Linked DNA regions of Zea mays: region 1 is linked to region 2. A link is a contact called in public Hi-C data. All regions are on one chromosome and are shown on one strand. Each heading gives the region's core, a stretch centred on a gene start, on an enhancer-like site or on the middle of the called end of the contact. The rest is flanking DNA. Distances are from core to core; before and after follow the strand shown.

Region 1 (2,700 bases), core at 108-2,607, 350 kb before region 2:
TCAGGTAGGATGTGAAGTTTACAAGGTGATGGATATTGACAGATTGAACGCTGACAAAGTTTAACCATCTTGGAACCCTGTCCTAGTAGTTGGTTGGGAAAAAAATGCTTTTTTGCTCTGTGAGTGCGCATCTGTTTACTCGGCTTTCGGCCGGTGATGCGTCACTTTTTCTTCCTCTGTCATCAAATGGTGTGCAAATGGTGCGCAGCCGAAAAAGGCCAACCGGTTGGTGTGCTGTGGCTGCTGGCATGTGATGGTGCGCGACTGCGCGTTCCATGGGCTCTGGTGGTGCACTGGTGCGTGATGCTTTTGTAGCAAATGTTGCTTCCAGCACATGTTTCGTGGAGGCTGTCCGGCAACTTCTAGAGGACACATTTTATCGTGTTTTTTAGGGCTAGTTTGGGAACACTAATTTCCCATGGGATTTTCATTTTCCCAAGGGAAATTAGTTCATTTTCCCTTGGGAAAATGAAAATCCCATGGGAAATTAGTGTTCCCAAACTAGCCCTTACCTTTTTTATTTCCCTGCAGTATCTTTTAATTGTTCATTCTGTGTGGTGGCTGTTCAAGGCTAAAAAGAGCCTCGCGGAGGCCGGACTGTCCGCGGTGGCTGCGCGGACGGTCCACGCGTGCGCAGAGACAGTTATGGTTTCTAGTTTCTCGTGGGATTGGTTACCTAAAACCGTGGGATTGACTCGGAAATCAGATCGAAGCGGATTCAGACCTCCCCTTTATATAGATGAAGGGCTACGGCCGATTGAACTCCCAATAATCGATCAAATCCAGTTTATTACTCGTTTGTACCTTATGCATTAGGAGTAGTTCTAGTTTAGCCCTAGTTTAGTATTCCAATCATCAAATTCTCTGTTTCTCTTCGACTCTACGTCGATTAGAGGAGTCTAGGTCGGCCTGCCGAGCCTAGACAACCCTTAGGATCTCTCCTCCCGACGGGGTCCCTCCTGGGAGCGAGATCCAGGCACCGCCGGTGACTTTTCGCCGTCCCTGCGCACGCGCGGACCGTCCAGCCCCAGGGCGCGGACCGTCCGGCCGTCAGGAAACTCTAGCCTCGCGCCAGGTCGCGGACCGTCCGGTCCTGTGCCGCGGACCGTCCGCGCCTGACCAGAGAGTACCGCTGCCGGTTCTTGTTGAGTGTTTGATGCCCGAAAAAGATGTCAACAGTGGCCTTGAGTTGCTGTGTAGATTTTGAGCAAATGTTTGCTCAAAAACACATTTTTTTAAGAAAAAAAAGAAGCGTTCGTTGACAATCAAGCAGACGAGAAGAGAGAAAAAAACTAAAAAAAATGGCGCCTTCATTGACAGGGAAATGACCTGACATTGTTTCAGAGCTAGTCCGCCGTACAAGTACAAGGATACAGCCGCAGGCCCGCAGAGGAAGAGGAGAGCCTACTCTCCTGCCATGGCCGCGCCGAGTCCGCTCCCCCGCTTCCTGATACTCCTGCTCGCCGTAACCTCCTCCGCGTTTGCCGCCGCCGCGGCAACCGGGGCTCCGGTGGTGGGGGAGGACTACGTCCGTCCGCCGCCGGCGCGGTGCCACCGCAAGGCACTCCTTAGCCTCTTCCCTTGGAGCAAGAAGGAGGAGTCCGCCGCCTCCTCCGATCCGCAGCAGGTGAACTTTCGTGCCATATCTCCTTCGATTTGATACCTTGAACTGAATATTGGGGGGGGGGGGGGGGGGGGGGGGGTGTTCCGGTCCGGGGATTGGTCCAGCAAAGGACCCTTTTCTTGTTTTGGCAGTAATCGACCTTATTCGGGTACTTCTTCATCTGGCGAAGCTCGGCTGGATCGAGGTACTCGATTCGGTGCTGTTTATGGCTATCTATCAACCTTGTTTTTACATGCAAATCTTCCCTTTACTAACTATACGTAATATGTGAATTCAAGGGTCTGAGCTGATTTCCTGTGTATTGAATTGTTCTACAGTACCTCAGTATCTGCGTCCAGAATTAGCTCTGTTCGTTCAAATCCCTGAATTTGCACTCCCCTTAGCCCGTGATTCTCATTTAGTAATTAAATCAAAATCAACTTCATTTCTGATTGATTTTACCATGTTTTTAGTGCTGCAAGGGAGTGATCACTAACTGTTGCTTCTAAAATGGGTAAGCACTAATTAGCTGGACAGGACAGCATAAAAAAGGGCAGACCCAGGGTCGGAGCCTCCCACTTAAGTGTGGTATGGGAAAGGAATAAACCGAGGCAAGCCTTTCCCCCGCAAACCCGTGATCTGGTGGATCTAGTGACTGAGTGAGACTGCTCTCACTATTGCGCAGGATAGCATGCACAAGAAATTCCCATGTAGGAGGCTAGGAGCTTTGTGGGGGTGGATTCAGAATAATAGATTTAGTTTGAACTTTCCAGTGTGATAATGCAGAAACTCTATACAGTCCATGCTTTGGCACTTCGCTACTCATGTGTGTTCTATATTAGTTCCACTTGGTAACATGTTAGCAGCACACAGTTATGATCATAGGGTTTACTAGTCCTGCAACCTTTTTTCTTCTTTTTTGATACTTTGTAGTGTAGGAATATTGATAAATAATCAATACGGGATCACAAGCTCATGAAGCCTAGCCCACCCCTAAATACTCGAATCATAATTCTGGACAGTTAATTTTCTTATCTGCTTTCTTTTTTATTTGTATGACCATACTCCACTCAGCCACAACCTTGATGAGGACTTTC
Region 2 (2,869 bases), core at 169-2,668:
CAGGAACCCCTGATAAACATGTTTGGAGGTTTTCTAGCTTTAGTCATTATTTGGCTAAGTCAGCATATGACTTGTTATTTAGTGGCTCAACTTCCTTGGGGGCCATGAGAGAATTTGGAAGACCTGGGCTCTGGCCAAGTGCAGCTTCTTCTTATGGTTGGTCATGTATAATAGGTGTTGGACAGTGGACCGTTTGGCCAAAAGGGGGCCTCCCTCACCCTGTGTGTTGACCCCTTCTGTGATCAATAAGGGGAAATCATCCACCACCTCTTAGTATCATGTGTCTTTTTCAATACAATCCTTGTTCTTGTTGCTGCAAAAGTTGGGGGCTACCAACCCTCTCCCCTGGCAATGATGAAACTAACTTTGATGAGTGGTGGAGCAAAGCGGTTGGGATGGTGCATGGCGATTTTAAAGCTAGTTTGAATTCCTTAGTGGTGTTAGGTGCTTGGTGTATTTGGCGCCACCGTAATGAATGTGTTCAAGAGTGTGCGGCCTAGTATCTCCAAGGCCCTCATTCTGGCCGATGATTATTTTAGGTTGTGGTGTATGGTTGGAGGAAAATGTTTGTCCTTGCTCTCAGATAATGTGGTTGACACAAGTTGGGGAGTTCTTGGGGATGTGGCATGCATGTTGTGTCGTGTTGTGTTGTGTTGAGTGTTGTGTGTGAGTGTGTGTGGGGGGTTGTGTTGGTCTATTTTGGAATGTGTTATTTCTTTCTTTCTTTGAAATGATACGTAGCTCCCGTGCGTGTTCAAGAAAGAAATATAATATAATGGTTTGAAGAACATAACGAAGGATGCGGTTGTGCATTTATTTGCAACTTTTAGATAGCCTTTTTTTATTTAAAAAATGGAATGGTTCGAATTTTAGTACGTATAATTGTTCCAATCAGTGTGGTGTGACTATTTATAATAATATGATCTGATTCCTCGATCTACTAGAGGATGAGACTGAATATATTCTTGTTATTATCTTAAAAAGGAGCTAGAGGAGCACGTGAAGGCAATAGTATGTGTGTAGAACGAAGCACCACAGTACTACTAGCATTAGTTTGGAAGAAAATATCTAGAGGATCGATGGAAGCAATTAATACTACTACTAGCTATGACTCCATGAGAGTGACAATATAATAGGAAGGTTCCGTTGAATGCCATGTGTGCACTTTTGAAGATCCCATGGCCTTCCACGCATGCAATGCAAGAGAGTAGTATGTAAGCTTGATCAACGGGACAGCGACCCCCCTCGAAGGCACCCTCGTACGTCCTGGCAAGCATGTATGGAATATGCCTTGCACATATTCTTGGATGTTTTCGGAGATATAGCTCATAGCCGTCTCTGACGCTTTACTTTTACTCCTTGTCTGAAGAATGATTCTCCCCTGTGTCACCGGGCCACGGTTGGTTCAGACTTCAGGCTGGAGACTAACAAACCTTGTTCAGTCACGTTGACGTTGCGCGCCGTACCATCAATCCGCTCACCTTCCCTTCCCCCTCACCGACCCGACCTCCATGCATGGCATATGCCGTGAGATATTCCATTCCGGCGTACTAAACCCACCTTGCAGTTGCACTCATTAATTCTCCATTCATTCAGTCTCGACTGCATCTTCCCCCCACTGCCCATTCGCCTCGCTCTTGCATAAGATATCTTCTGTCCAGCTAGAACATCCTAGAGCTAGCTGTTGCATGCGTTGATCGAGCCACCACCAGCTAGCATTGTGATCGAGGGAACAAGAAGAGATGAAGTTTGGCAAGAGGCTCAAGAAGCAGGTGGAGGAGAGCCTCCCGGACTGGAGAGACAAGTTCCTAGCGTACAAGCGCCTCAAGAGGCTCGTCCGCCTCGTCCCGGCCTCCTCGCCCAGCAGGAGGGGCGGCCGCGCAGCCGATGCCGCCTTCCTGCGCCTCCTCCACGCCGAGGTCGACCGGTTCAACGCCTTCTTCCTGGAGCGGGAGGAGGACTTCGTCATACGGCACAGGGCACGTGCACGTCCTGACGTCCCTCCTATCATACGTGCGTGTGGTGCCAATGCGAGTGCGCGCGCTATTTATTGCGCGTCGTCTTGACCACCACCGTCTCTGCTACCGCGCAGGAGCTGAAGGAGACGGCCGAGGACGCGCGCAAGGCGATCGTCGACCTGCACGGGGAGATGGTGCTGCTGCTCAACTATAGCGCCATCAACTACACAGGTTGCTTCCACCTATCTACCCAGCATAATTTGCCCGGTGCCCCCTCTCTGTCTTGTGGCGCTGTAGCAGCAAAACAGTAAACTCAACTATGCTAGCTGTGCGTTAGGATTGTGGTTTATTCTTATGCAAGATGGACAATAATTGTGGAGTTAAACATCGCAGGGCTGGCCAAGATCCTCAAGAAGTACGACAAACGCACCGGGCGGCTGCTGCGGCTGCCCTTCATCGGAAAGGTGCTCCGGCAGCCCTTCTTCGCCACGGAGCTCATCTCCAGGCTCGTCCGCGACTGCGAGGCCACCATGGAGGCCGTGTTCGAGGCCAGCACAGGCCACGCCCGCTCGTCGGCGGGGACGGCCCCCGTGGCCTCAGCCAGGCAGGGCATCTTCCGGAACACCGTGGCCGCGCTGGTGACCATGGGCGAGCTCCGCAGCGGGAGTTCCACGTACGGTCACTTCTCGCTGCCACCGATGGCCCCGCCGGAGTCCGATCTCCTGCGGCGCGTGTGCGTCCAGGTCGCCGGTCAAGTGTCCATCTGACTATCCGAGAGATTTTCCGCTGTGCTCTTCGACGGCCAGTTACTACTCATGCTAGATTGTCATACTATAAGAGACATGTATACTTTCGCTTCCTACTACAAATTCACCTATTTGTATAAGCCTAGAAATTCTGTCGAATTCTTC

What was found. Hi-C and Micro-C count contacts between places; a contact is called where the count stands out from the background.
Region 1: a Hi-C map of leaf shows a contact between it and region 2, with 4 times the contacts expected there. The contact joins the promoter of LOC100283685 here to the promoter of LOC103643601 in region 2. A contact is called at or near these places in 4 of 25 Hi-C or Micro-C datasets (ear, endosperm, leaf and 1 more).

Annotation. Positions count from the first base shown.
Region 1 is chr1:250,829,750-250,832,449 of Zm-B73-REFERENCE-NAM-5.0, reverse strand. LOC100283685 reads left to right here and starts at 1,357. Exons shown (of 5, transcript NM_001156586.1): 1 at 1,357-1,627. The coding sequence starts at 1,418. It overlaps LOC103643607, which reads left to right. Exons shown (of 6, transcript XM_035964293.1): 6 at 1-164.
Region 2 is chr1:250,484,039-250,486,907 of Zm-B73-REFERENCE-NAM-5.0, reverse strand. LOC103643601 (SPX domain-containing protein 3) reads left to right here and starts at 1,418. Exons shown (of 3, transcript XM_008666765.4): 1 at 1,418-2,013; 2 at 2,093-2,189; 3 at 2,352-2,869. The coding sequence starts at 1,888. The coding sequence ends at 2,725.